Linked DNA regions of Sus scrofa: regions 2, 3 and 4 are each linked to region 1. The links are chromatin contacts, called in public Hi-C and promoter capture Hi-C maps. All regions are on one chromosome and are shown on one strand. Each heading gives the region's core, a stretch centred on a gene start, on an enhancer-like site or on the middle of the called end of the contact. The rest is flanking DNA. Distances are from core to core; before and after follow the strand shown. Region 1 holds the start of ANXA7 (annexin A7). Region 2 holds the start of ECD (protein ecdysoneless homolog). Region 3 holds the start of MYOZ1 (myozenin 1). Region 4 holds the start of MRPS16 (28S ribosomal protein S16, mitochondrial).

Evidence for each region. Promoter capture Hi-C pulls out the DNA fragments that hold promoters and counts their contacts. Hi-C and Micro-C count contacts between places; a contact is called where the count stands out from the background.
Region 2: a Hi-C map of liver shows a contact between it and region 1, with 6 times the contacts expected there. The contact joins the promoter of ECD here to the promoter of ANXA7 in region 1. A contact is called at or near these places in 1 of 47 Hi-C or Micro-C datasets (liver) and 1 of 2 datasets of contacts at active chromatin or transcription factors (alveolar macrophages).
Region 3: a Hi-C map of skeletal muscle shows a contact between it and region 1, with 6 times the contacts expected there. The contact joins the promoter of MYOZ1 here to the promoter of ANXA7 in region 1. A contact is called at or near these places in 2 of 5 promoter capture datasets (fetal liver and liver), 5 of 47 Hi-C or Micro-C datasets (embryonic fibroblasts, fetal liver, psoas muscle and 1 more) and 1 of 2 datasets of contacts at active chromatin or transcription factors (skeletal muscle).
Region 4: a contact with region 1 is called in a promoter capture Hi-C map of liver, with 4 times the contacts expected there. The contact joins the promoter of MRPS16 here to the promoter of ANXA7 in region 1. A contact is called at or near these places in 3 of 5 promoter capture datasets (fetal liver, fetal skeletal muscle and liver), 2 of 47 Hi-C or Micro-C datasets (fetal liver and liver) and 2 of 2 datasets of contacts at active chromatin or transcription factors (alveolar macrophages and skeletal muscle).

What each region holds. Positions count from the first base shown.
Region 1 is chr14:76,232,924-76,236,122 of Sscrofa11.1, reverse strand. ANXA7 (annexin A7) reads left to right here and starts at 1,477. Exons shown (of 14, transcript XM_005671100.2): 1 at 1,477-1,626.
Region 2 is chr14:75,991,147-75,994,345 of Sscrofa11.1, reverse strand. It overlaps ECD (protein ecdysoneless homolog), which reads left to right and starts at 1,724. Exons shown (of 13, transcript XM_005671096.3): 1 at 1,724-1,867. It overlaps FAM149B1 (protein FAM149B1), which reads right to left and starts at 1,689. Exons shown (of 13, transcript XM_013983338.2): 1 at 1,441-1,689. The coding sequence starts at 1,487.
Region 3 is chr14:76,451,333-76,454,531 of Sscrofa11.1, reverse strand. It overlaps MYOZ1 (myozenin 1), which reads left to right and starts at 1,586. Exons shown (of 6, transcript NM_001025222.2): 1 at 1,586-1,796; 2 at 2,985-3,075. The coding sequence starts at 3,003.
Region 4 is chr14:76,072,971-76,076,169 of Sscrofa11.1, reverse strand. MRPS16 (28S ribosomal protein S16, mitochondrial) reads left to right here and starts at 1,531. Exons shown (of 4, transcript XR_001301010.1): 1 at 1,531-1,710; 2 at 2,196-2,456. It overlaps CFAP70 (cilia- and flagella-associated protein 70), which reads left to right. Exons shown (of 27, transcript XM_013983341.2): 27 at 591-901. The coding sequence ends at 671.

The DNA.
Region 1 (3,199 bases), core at 228-2,727:
GCAGGCGTGGAGTTCCCGTTGTGGCTCAGCAGATTAAGGACCCGATGTTGTCTCTGTGAGGCTGTGGGTCACTACACAGATGCAGCTAGGATTTGGTGTTGCAGTGGTTGTGTAGGCCTCAGCTGCATCTCCGATTCAACTTCTAGCCTGGGGACTTCTGTATTCCTTAGGTATGGCCAGTAAAAAAAAAAAAAGGGGGGGGCAGTGCTTTCTAAGTGGAGGAAGCATGAGAAAAGACCTCTGATCTTGGAAGGCCTTATGTGTCAGGAAAGAAGGACAAAGGATTAAGTGGGAAATCTAGTGTTCCTGCCTGAATAGGCTTTTGGATATTTTGGCCCTAAAACTCGGGAAAGTGGGCTTGGAAATAGAGGTTTGGGAAATAACCTCTTAAGGTGATAGTTAAGGCAGAGAGAAGGGTGAGGATGAGGTCACCAAGGAAGGAAGGTTGAGCAAAGAGGAGTGAGAACAGGCTTCTTAGGGAATGCTTAAATTCCAGAGGTCTCCAGGCAGGTTGGACAGAAAAGCCCAATATTTGCCAGACAGACTGGTGGGAGCTGGGAGATTAATGCTGGGTACCCAGAGTGTGGTGCAGTTTTGTTTAAATTCCACAGTGATCTTCCTCAAGTACCTTCCACTTTCCCCTGTTTTAGAGACATGTTTATCTTGCTCTTCCCACCTAAAAATTTAATCCACCCTATTTCACCCCCGTGGGAAAGATTTCTGGTGGAAAAGCATATGAAGTAATAGGTTGATGGTTCTCCAACTGGTGTGCATAGAACCACCTAGAGAGCTTGTTAAAATAGACTTCTGGACTTCACCTTTAGAGTTTAATTCAGTCGGTCTAAGGTGAAGTCCAATAATTTGCATTTCTAGTAAGTTTCCAGGTAATGTGGTGGCTGTTGGTTTGGGGCCACAGTTTGAGAACCATTGGAAAAGGTAGCCAACTGGTTTTTGCTCTGGATTAAATTTCCTTAATGAGTTTAAGATACTGATCTGGGCCCTTGAAATTGCCTCAAATGTTTAATGCCGCGGTGTATGTCATGATAGGGCTCTAGTGTGAGGGGAGCCTAGAATCACCTTGCAACTCCCTTCTGGAGTGGTATTGATTAGTGTATCTCGTGTTGTGCCTATTAAGGATCTCCATAAATATTAATTTATTTCACGCCGTCCTTGGCCTTAGAACAGGCGAGGGAAGATGGCATATCAGGCGGAGAGGCTGCACCTGGCCTCCCAGTCTTGAGTCCATCTCTGCCGCTCACCACTAAAGGGGCGGCAGAGAACCGTCGTTAGACCCTTTCAACGGTTCCCTTGGCTTTAACGGCTTTAACTTCCCAAGGGCCTTGAGAGAGCCCAGAAGGAACTGGCGCATGGACCTTGGTAACAAGAAGTGAGATTAGAACTGGCTTATTGCGCCCGAAGAGAGCGTCCTCTCTCAGGTGGTGGGTCCCCGGCTGGCCCTGCGGCCCCGCCCCCTCCTGCCCCAGGGGCGTTCCCGGCAGTCGCGGCTGGCGATCCTAACGGGCTCGGGAGGCGGCCCTGGGCGCCCCGCCTTTCCCCCCGCCCTCCCCGGCTCCATCTTGCCAGCGACCGAGCCGGAGTGTGTGTGACGCTGCTCCCCGGGTTCAGGTGAGGAACGGCGCCCCCTGCCCTTGCCACCGCGCGTCCCCCTCGGTCTTGTCGCCGCGGCCCGCTCCGAGGCCTGCCATCCGGGGGAGGGCGGGGCCCCGCGCGTGTCCTGGAGCCGCGGGGCGGTGGAGGGGCCTGTGGGCCAGCCGGGTGGCGGGCGTCGCGGTGTGCGCGTCGCGGGACCCAGGATGCCTAGTGGGGGCGTTGGGCCTGGGGCGTATTGGGGCGGAATCTGCGCGGCGACCCGGCTACCGGAAGACCTGTTCACTTGTCTGTCCACAGTTTGGAGGAAGCAATGACGCCTCCCACGCAGGCAGGTGGGCCGCAGGTGGAGGGACTGAGGCCAGGGCACGGCCCTGCTGAAGCGGCCTCAGGGAGGGCTGAGTAAGAAAACCAGCGAGCAGCACCGAAGGCTAGTCCAGCCGGGGGGGTCTAGACTTGCTGGTGACACAGCAAATTTAGGGAAACTTAAGAAATTTGTACTTTGCTTAGAGACACCCCCTTCCCCCGCCCCCAGGACAGAACCTGTAAACCTGGCTCAGGTCTATAATCCTTGGAAACTCTCCTAGGAAGTCGCATTCCAGATTTGGTGCCTATTCCCTGAACAGCAGCAAACATGTGAGCCCAACCTGTGTGAACACTTCTACAGAAGGAAATGCTTGTTGTCCCCCCAAAAGTGACAGAAATGAAGTCTTCTAATTGCTTTTAAACTCCCTCATTTCTCCCAGTTGATGGGTAGCTGATCTGATAAAGTAATCTGTCCTAGTTAGATAATGCCTGGAATGAGTTACTTCTCAGGCAGGGAAGCAGTTTCAAGTGGATAGGCCGCTAAAAGAGAATTTTGCCCTGAGCCTTGCAATCCTCTGGTGTTGGTTGCCTACCCTGCCCATGCAGAGGCTAGTCAGGACTCCAATTCTCTACTGAAGGGCCCTTGCTGATGGATTTAAAAGGTCCTTCCCAATCAAGAGACACGTTTTGGAAAATTGTAGTATCTGCTCTTGGCCATCTTCATTCACTGTTCCTGTTTCATATTTGTTTCATTAATTTACAACAGCTGCCTCCTGTGTTCTTGGGCTTCATGCCATTTATGAGACTTGCATAGTGAGACCCACGCCTTTTAGTAGTTGACTCACTGGGTGGAGATGCTTTGTGGAACCAAGATTACTTTCCTAGTCATTTAAAAGTATTTGCTGATGGAGAATGTTAAAAAGAAAATAAAATTTCTGGTTCACTGGTGTAGTCTAATTATTCCTTGGGCAAAATTGAGTTGTTTGTTGAGTCACCCTTGAGTTTGTTTAAGCTTTTTACAAAAGCTTTTTAAATCTACTTTTTGAATAGATGATACATGCACAATTCCAAAACGGTTAGGTGCATCGAAAAGTAAGTCTCCTTGTTATGTCCCAGCCCTCCTCTTAGAAGGCAGCCACTATTAACTGCTTTCTTGATTGAGTATACTTTCAGAGATATTCTCTCCACATACAAGCAAATAAATGTATTTTCTTTACACATTTGTTTGCAAAGTATCTATGCAGTTTTCCACCTTTCTTTCCATTTAATGTGACTTAGAGATAGT
Region 2 (3,199 bases), core at 475-2,974, 240 kb after region 1:
GGCCCAGTAAGTGCCTATCAGTAATTTTTTCGATGAAAGATATTTTTTTTCACTTTCAGAATGGCCAGAATTAATTATAAAAGCAGATTTTTAGCTAACCCACATTTGCTTTATTGGGAAATGACTTTCTTCTTCCTAGTTCCTAAAAATCTTTATTATCTGAATTGCTTCTGTGTCCTGTCCTATTACTTAGATAATAAGCCTCTGAAAGGCAAGGAAAGATCACAGACTGATTTTCTTTGTATGACTACTGCACCAAATAAAGGTGGGAAGGAACAAGGAAATGACCATTTATTGAGGCCCTATTAAATGTCAAGCCCTATGCCATCATTTTAGACATGCTTTTAGATAAAGTCTTATTCCTATGTTATAGAAATGAAGGCTCAAAAAATTAGTAATTTGCCTAAAATTCAGAAGGCTAGAAAAGAGTCTAACCAGAAACCCAGGTGTGACTGAAAATACCATAGCTGTTATTACCATATATAATTAATATTTAATTAATAAATGTATGGTTGCTAAAATTACATACCTTAGTGGAGAAAAACAACAACTGGGATTTGGGGTTAAAAAGCCCAAGCTCAAAAACCTATTGGTTATATAATCTTAAGATGTGTACCTTTCTGATACTTCCTCTGCTGAAAATTGAAGATGGTCATATCCATCTTAAAGATTAAGATGTGAAAGTTTCTGAAAGTGTAAAGCATTAATAAATGTATGACATTATCATTACTTCCTAAATTACAACACTTCACTAAGTTGTTCAAGCTGGAAATATCTGTTCTCTAAAGTCTCAAAAGCAAACCTGATCCTGAGGATTCTGACTCTTCAACGCAGAGGTGGGGAGACAGTATGTAATGGTTATGACCACAAACTTCAGAATCAGACTGATAACGGGTCTATACTTCAGCTCCATCACCACCTAGCTGTGTGATCTTTGGCACGATACAACCTTCAGATCTGGGATCTTTATCTTGTAGGAAGTACAAAATAAGAGTTCCTATCTGGTATCCTTATTGATAGGATTAAGTAAGCTAATGCATGTAAGCGCTTCGCAGGGTGTTTGGCTTTAGACGTATTCAACTTTATTGTAGGACTCAGTTATTAATAACTTCACGAGTTGTTAGTGGCCATGGAAAGTGGGGCATGGAACACAACGGAAACTACAAATGCCTTAGGAAACCCAGTTCCTGAGCCCCGGGAGTGCAGCCCAAGAGGGTCAAGTCCTGGGATTGCACTGGTAACACGCTCTTAGCTGGAGATGGAGGTCTGGAGGGGCAACGTCCGGCAAGGCTAGGAGGAGAAAATTTCAAAGAATTTTTTCTTTCCCTCGCCCTGGGAAAGAAAAAGGAGCAAGGGACTGGTCAAGGAGGGTCCCCAGAGCGCCTGCGGCCCGCCACGGCTTCCCCCGGCCCCAGCTGGGTGGCTGAGCAGTCCACTCACAGCTCCAAGTTCTGAGGCACCGCCTTCCGTGTGTATCTGGAGATCATCCTCCTCTTCCTCCTCAGCCGCGGCCGGGGCGGCCAAGCCAGGGTGGGGGCCTCCGGGCCTGGCCCTCCCGCCAGCTCCGGCTCGGCCCCCTCCCGCCACCTTCCGGCCCCGTCACGCCCCGTCTCCTAGACTCCGGACCGCCACCACCCCAGGATCCCCACCTCTCCAGTCCTCTCCCCTCCCTGTTTCCCCGTGGGGGCGGAAGTGACGAACGCACAGGTGCAGCCGCCTAATACTCCCGCCGACACCTAGCAAAGGCGACGCTGGGAGTTCCGGAGCTGAGCCGGTTTCTGACTTAAGTTTCCGCTGGCTTCAGGTCCTAGACAAGCGTGTGGATCCAGTCAGAGCCGGGCTTTGGCTGCTGCTGGCAGCCCACGAGGTAGGAGAGAAGGCTGAGGAAAGGTGCCGCAGCAGGGACGTGAGGAAGAGGCCCAGGCTTTAGAACTGGAAGCGAAATTGGCTTCATTTTGTTGGATGAAGAAGGGACCCTTGTTTTGAGTAAAGAGCGCTAGAACCTAGTCCGGCCTCAGCTGCTTGGTTGCTTCTCCTGCCGTGCTCCCGGTTTCCTCATATGTACAGTGTGGAGTCAGTCTGAGTGATCTCAAAGTCCCTTCTAGCCTGACACTAAATTCTTCATAATAAGGTGTGCTTGGCATTCTGGGGTGGGTGAGTATTTATTATCTGTCAATCTGGACTGTAGTGAGTGTCTGGATAGAAGATGCAAGTTCCTCTCGACTTAGTTTTATTAGTTCCTTGGAAAACCAAATAAGCCTGAAAATCGAATCACAGCCTTAAAGTGGACCATCCAGTGCAATATCTTTCTTTAACAAGCCTCACCTGGCAGCAATAGTAAGCTAGTACTTTTGTCTGTAAGGGAAATCCTTAGAAAACAGTTATTTATACCCTCTGAGACCTGAAAAGGGGCGGAGGGCGGTGGTTTGGGACGGGTTGTTGTAGGATCAAGAGCCATGGGCAGATTATTTTGGGGTGAAATGATAGGATATAAATGTTTTGTAGTTTTGAATTCACCCATGATGTACAAGGGGAAAGATTTAAATTCTGCAGAGTAAGGGAGATTACTCTTAAGAGTGTTTAAACAATAAAAATTCAGGGAAGAAGTTCCCTGGTGGCTCAGGAGGTTAAATACAGCTGTGTCATGGGTTCAGTCACTGGCCTGAGAACTTATGCATGCTACAGGCATGGCAGGAAAGAAAGGAAGAACGAACGAACGAAAAGAAAGAAAGAAAGAAAGTAAAGAGAGAGAAAGAGAGGGAGAAGAGGATGAAGGGAGGAAAGTAGAGACGGATTTTAGAAATGATAAAATAACATTCTCATTCTACAATTAGGGGGAAGCCCCAGAAAGAGAAAATGAAATGCCCAGAATGACACAACTAGGACCAGTGGCAGAACTGGAATTTTTGTCAATATTTCAAGAGATGTTATTGCATTGTTTCTGACCGTGTGTTACATGCACCACTATTAGTGCAAAGGCAAACATTTTTTATTTCATTTTTACACGCTTATTAACTTGGGAATGCAGTACTAGATTTCCATTTACTGTATTGTATCAAAAGTTGCTTTCATATAATTGTAAGTATAAAAATGTCATTGAAAGAATTTTAATTAAATGCTATAATTGGTATGTGGTCAAGGCAAAAATCATGATGATTGTATGTGGATAACTGAATTTTGGAAAACAACATTAATGGAA
Region 3 (3,199 bases), core at 337-2,836, 220 kb before region 1:
GGGGCTGGGCAAATGACAGGTTTCCCAGAGTTCCCGTTGTGGTGCAGTGGAAACGAATCTGACTAGTATCTGTGAAGATGTGGTTTCAATCCCAGGCCTCGCTCACTCAGTGGGTCAAGGACCCAGTGTTGCCATGAACTGTGCTGTAGGTCACAAATGAGGCTCGGATTCTGTGTTGCTATGGCTACGGTGTAGGTCAACAGCTGTAGCTCCGATTTGACCCCTAGTCTGGGAACTTCCATATGCTGAGGGTGCAGCCCCAAAAAGCCAAAAAAAAAAAGAAGGAAAGAAAAATGACCATTTCCCTCCAGGGCCTTCTCAAACTTGTTCCCCTGTCCAGAGGTGTCTCTAGACCCTTGTGAATGGGACAGTCCAGATCCCATGAGGTATGTGCTCCCTTAGGGGAAAATGCTAAGTAGGAACCTCAGAGAGTAAAGTCCTGGCAGTTCAGAGCCTACATGTACTTCCAGGGAGAGAGAGTGACATCTATCCAGCAGAGCAGGCTGAACTGAACACTCCAATGGCAAATGGGAGTGGAAAGGCAGAAATTGGTCAAATCTTCACCCACATTATCCCTGACTGCCTAAGTACTGGCTTTGGTTAATATGGTCCCTTGTCCTGCCAAGATCTGGCCCTTCCAGAGGTAGACCATCCTGTTCAGGAACTCTCGGAGTTCCCGTCATGGTGCAGTGGTTAACCAATCCGACTAGGAACCATGAGGTTGCGGGTTCGGTCCCTGCCCCTGCTCAGTGGGTTAACGATCCGGCGTTCCGTGTTGCCGTGAGCTGTGGTGTAGGTTGCAGACGCGGCTTGCATCCCGCATTGCTGTGGCTCTGGGGTAGGCCGGCGACTACAGCTCTGATTAGACCCCTAGCCTGGGAACCTCCATATGCCACAGAAGCCACCCAAAGAAATAGCAAAAAAAAAAAAAAAAAAAAAAAGACAAAAAAAAAAAAAAAAAGGAACTCTCAAAGGGCAGTTCCATTGTGAACAGATTTCCCTTCCTTTATCATAGCACCTCGGAGTTCCCATTGTGGCTCAGCGAGCTAAGAATTTGGCTAGTAACCATGAGGATGCAGGTTTGACTCCTGGCCTCACTCAGTGGGTTAAGGATTTGGCATTGCCTCGAGTTGTGGTGTAGGTCAAAGATGTGGCTTGGACCCCGAGTTACTATGGCTGTGGTATAGGCTGGCAGATGCAGCTCCACTTCGACCCCTAGCCCAGGAACTTCTATATGCTGCAGGTGTGGCCATAAAAAGAAGGAAAAAACAAAAAAAACCATAGCACCTTAAGCCCTCCCACCCCCAAAGTGCACCCATTTGTCCCTCCAGCTCCAGCCTGGATTGGCTCTGAATGGCTCTCTGGACATGTTCTCCGGGTTCTTACTCTCCCACTCCAAATTCCTGTCCACCACTTGCTGCCTGCTTCCTTTCTCCCTCTCAGTTTTCAGTTTCTCCCTGAATGCTTCTTTGAATCTCAGCCTCTAGGTGCCAAGGAAGGGGAGTCCCTGGGCAGACTAATCCCTGACCCAGACAGCTTCCTGGGAGAATCCCAAAGACCTTTGCCTCCCCTTCCTGAGCCTCTGGGCAAGGAGGGAGGGATCTTGGTTCCAGGGTCTTGGTACCCCCTGTGCCATTTGAGCTGCTTGCGTTCATCATCTCTATTAATAACCACCCTCCCTCCCCCACTGCCAGTGCTGCCCCCACGCCTGCCCAGCTCGGGTTCTCCCGTCACAGCAGCTCAGTCCTCCAAAGCTGCTGGACCCCAGGGAGAGCTGACCACCGCCTGAGCAGCCGGTAAGTCTCCAGCTTTATGACCAGAGGGGTCGGAGCCCACTCCATGAACTGCTGTGTCTGTGTCTATAACAGTGACCCTTGGTCCTGGGGCAGTTGCCCTCCTCCCCCATCTATACTCAGCTCTCAGTTGTCCAGCTCAGGGGAGCCACGAGAGTTGGAAGGAGAAGGGCCCAAGAGGGTGGGGGGAATGGAGATGATGGGGGAGGCCCTGGAGGAATAAGAAAGGGGTCTGGGATACTGGATGGGAAATAAGAACCTGGTTGCTGCTGAGAGAGGTACAGGGAGAGTCCATTTAGCAATTCCTGGATTCTGGCCTCACCAGACCCCACTACGCTAGTAGAATTGCATATGAGTTTTGAGACAGGACTCAGCAGAAAACAGCATTTTGCTGAGTGCCAACTTCTGTGAAGGAGGGGCTGGAATCTGTATTTTTCCCCAGCTTGTCCCCCTCCACGGCCAGATCCTATTATTATGGCCTGTCCTCCTTGAATTTCCCACTGCTATGGTATTGCTGAATTGACATGCAGCAGAGTTCACATGTTCCCTGACCTCCCTCTCCACTCCAGTTCTGGGGTCTGGGGGGCGGGGAGTGACTGAAAGGGAGCAGGAACATTGCTGTGACCTCCCAGGCCATGATCCAGCTGGCCGAATGGAGGGACAATAACCTCTCCTTCCTATGGAGAATGTTTTTGGCTGGATCATGTCAACACTGGCAGGACATTTTTTTCTGCTCCACTCCCCCACCCCCCGGGACTTGGTGAAGAGTGAGAGACCAGAGTTTGGAATGACATTCCCAATCTGAGAGCCCCCTGCAAATAAAAACTTCAAATCATGCCAAACCTGTGAAACCTGGTCGCATCGCCCTGCCTGTATTAATTTGTTTGTTTTACCCCCAGCCTCCCAATACACATTGTTGTTCCTAAGCCTTGCACCAACTCTTTGTAAAAGGGCTGAAAAAAGGTTGGTAGAAGGTAGGGGGAGGGGGTGCATCTATGCTTTCTGCCCTGCTTCCCAAGAAGAGAAGCCCTAAAGCAACGAGTTTTCACCTTTTAGGGGAATATATGTTTCCTTGAAAATCTAATGAAATTTTGCTCCCTGAAGTCCTTAAGCACTGCCTTACTGTAGACACTGCCACCTCCCCCTACATTCCTTGTCCATCCTTTAGCTCCCCCTTCTCACCCTATCCAGGCTCCACCCACCTCCACAATGCCGCTCTCAGGGACCCCAGCCCCAAACAAGAAGAGGAAATCCAGCAAGCTGATCATGGAACTCACTGGAGGTATGGCATGTTTGTACCTGACTGGTGTGGGATTTATTAAGAGGATCTCGGGGGAGTTCCCTGGTGGTCTAGTGGTTAGGATTTGGTGCTTTCATCACTGTGGCCTGAGTGTAGTCCTTGGTTG
Region 4 (3,199 bases), core at 282-2,781, 160 kb after region 1:
CTTATGGATACTAGTGGGGTTCTAAACGTGCTGAGGCACAGTAGAAACTCCTTTAAAAATAAACATTATTTTACAAAAAAAAAAAAAATGCCCAGGTTGTGAGTGTTCACGTTATGAATTTTCAAAACGTGAACACATCCATGTAAGCAGCATACTGTTCTGAGTTCCTTTTTTTTTTTTTTTTTGTCTTTTTGCTATTTCTTGGGCCGCTCCCGCGGCATATGGAGGTTCCCAGGCTAGGGATCCAATCAGAGCTGTAGCCGCCAGCCTACGCCAGAGCCACAGCAACGCAGGATCCGAGCCGCGTCTGCAACCTACACCACAGCTCACAGCAACGCCGGATCGTTAACCCACTGAGCAAGGGCAGGGACTGAACCCGCAACCTCATGGTTCCTAGTCGGATTCGTTAACCACTGCGCCATGACGGGAACTCCCTGAGTTCTTTTTAATGGAGTTGCCATGAAACAGAGAATATAAGAAGAGTCAATTCCACCCCAAGGATGGAATTTAGCTGTGGCTCTGAAAATAAGAGGTCTCTACATAGGTATATCAGGCATGACCTATGTCCTTCCTATCCTCCTCTCATGCAGCTGAAATTGAAAGATGAGAATCTGCTTGCAGAGATCCACACAGTACAGGAGACAGTTGGCTTTGGAAATCCATCTTTCTGACATCTTCCACCTGAAGAATTTTCTGTATGGGATGCTAAGCTCCTTTCCTTCTCAGAGAAATTAAATCCTGGATGTTTCACCATATGAGGGCTGTGGATGAGTTAAAAAAAGATCTTCAACATAAATTGAAACTCATTCATGTATTTCCATTGGGTATCATACTGGATGGCTATGTTACTGGAAGTTTTACTGGTTGACAGTAAACCGGGTGGCAATAAAAATCTAAATAAGAGGTTTTGAATTCTATGTGGTTCTGGAATTAAGGTACACTGAAGTCATTTAAGAATTATATATTTTTAATAGATGCAAACTATTGCATTTGGAGTGGATAAGCAATGAGATCCTGCTTGTATAGCACAGGAAACTATATCTAGTCACTTGTGATGGAACATGATGGAGGATAATGCAAGAAGAATATATAGGTACGACTGGGTACCTTGCTGTACAGTAGAAATTGACAGAACACTGTAAGCCGACTATAATGGAAAAAATAAACACCATAAAAAATAAAAAGAATTATATATATATATTTTACATATAATTCCCCCACACCAGACCGTCAGCTTCCTTGGGGCAGGAACAGCACCCTTTCATCTTTGAGATCTCAGCACTGCACCTTGGCCCTAACGTGCTCAAAAGAAAGTTTGCTGGCAGGATGGATTTGTAGAGCAGTTTAGCACCTCTCAGCCGCTCTCGGTATTCTCCCCATATTCCTCCCTCCAGCAGGGACCCACAGCCAGAGGGAGCCGGGCGCTCGCACAGGGTTTGGCTGCCCCTTTCCGGAGGCAGTAAAGGCGCGTTGAGTTCTGCGTGCGGCGTTACCGGCACCATAGAGGCAAAAAGCGGAAGAGGCGGGGCAAATGGGCCATTCGCTTCCGGCACCGGGGAGCCAGGCTGGGGTCGCTGAGGGGTGAGGTCGGGGCTTCGGGGGCATTGACCTTTCCTGTCTGTCCGCCGTGCAGTCCTTGACCGTAGAGCCGATCGGCCGGAACTGGCGCACAGGCCCCGGCGCCCTCTGGCTGCGCCATGGTCCAGCTCAGTGAGTGGATAGGGGCCCCGGGAGACCTTCTGGGCGGTGGAGCGGGTAGGAGGCATGGGGGATAGCGTGAAGCTGCGCTCTCCTGGGCTAGTTGGAGGCAAGCCAGCCTGAAACAAACTGCCACACGTTTGATCCTCCCCTTTGTGTGAGTGTGTGTGTGTGTGTGTGTGTGTTTAAATTTTTGCGGAAACTCTGTGAAATAAATGGTTTTCATCATATATTTGAGGCAGCTGGGCTCCGACATGGTACAGAGCCAGTAAATGGCAGACCTGTGGTGAGTGCACTAGAGGGTGAGGAGGAAGGTCCTTTCTAGCTGGAGCGCATGAGAGGAGTTTGACAAAAAGAAAAAAAGGTATCTCGACAGATTGACAAGAGTTGGTTGGAAATAAGGACATTTCAGTAGAGGAAGGGAGTTGTTTCATCTGCCTCATTTAGTCCATTTTGTGCCCTCAGTTCTTGTGTCTTAACTGCTTATTTCTCCACAGCTACTGTTCTGTGCAGGGCCTACCGTGGAGGCCATTTAACCATCCGCCTTGCCCTGGGTGGCTGTACCAACCGGCCTTTCTACCGCATCGTGGCTGCTCACAGCAAGTGTCCCAGGGATGGCCGTTTTGTAGAGCAGCTGGGCTCCTATGATCCGCTGCCCAACAGTCATGGAGAGAAACTCGTAGCTCTCAACTTCGACCGGATCAGACATTGGATTGGCTGTGGGGCCCACCTCTCTAAGCCTGTGGAAAAGCTCCTGGGTAACTAACTCTGTACTAGTCTTACCTCTGAGAGGATTTTAAAATGAAGTCAATTCCAAAATCATGGGAACTCAGAACGATTTTCATTATCTCCAGGCTAATGAGGATTGGCGTGAGAACTGAAATTGATTAATTGCCGTTTAGAACCTGGAGACCCCTTTTGTGGACTCCTTTTGTGAAACTTTATGGGTGACTGAGATTTTTATGCTAAAAATTGGGAATGGTGTATCTTGAATGGATCTCTGTCAGTTGATTTTTTTATCAAGTAAGGAGAATAGTGTTAGGAAGTAGACAGTATCCATTGTCTTTTTTTTTTTTTTTTTTTTTTTTTGTCTTTTTGCTTTTTTGAGGGCTGCTCTCGTGGCATATGGAGGTTCCCAGGCTAGGGGTCTAATCGGAGCTGTAGCGCCGGCCTACGCCAGAGCCACAGCAACTTGGGATCCAAGCGGTGTCTGTGATCTACACCACAGCTCATGGCAATGCCGGATTCTTAACCGACTGAGCAAGGCCAGGGATTGAACCTGCAACCTCATGGTTCCTAGTCGGATTCGTTAACCACTGCGCCGCGACGAGAACTCCTATCCATTGTCTTCTTGCAGTAAATGGGAAGAAGGGAGTTGGGGGGAAGAGGTAAAACATTTTGGCAAGTGAAGAGCTTGTTTTGAATCTATGCTCTTCAGTTTGTTAGGCTTCAGTTCAGTGAGGCTGAGTTTCCAGGGAAACATTAACTTGTATTGTTATAA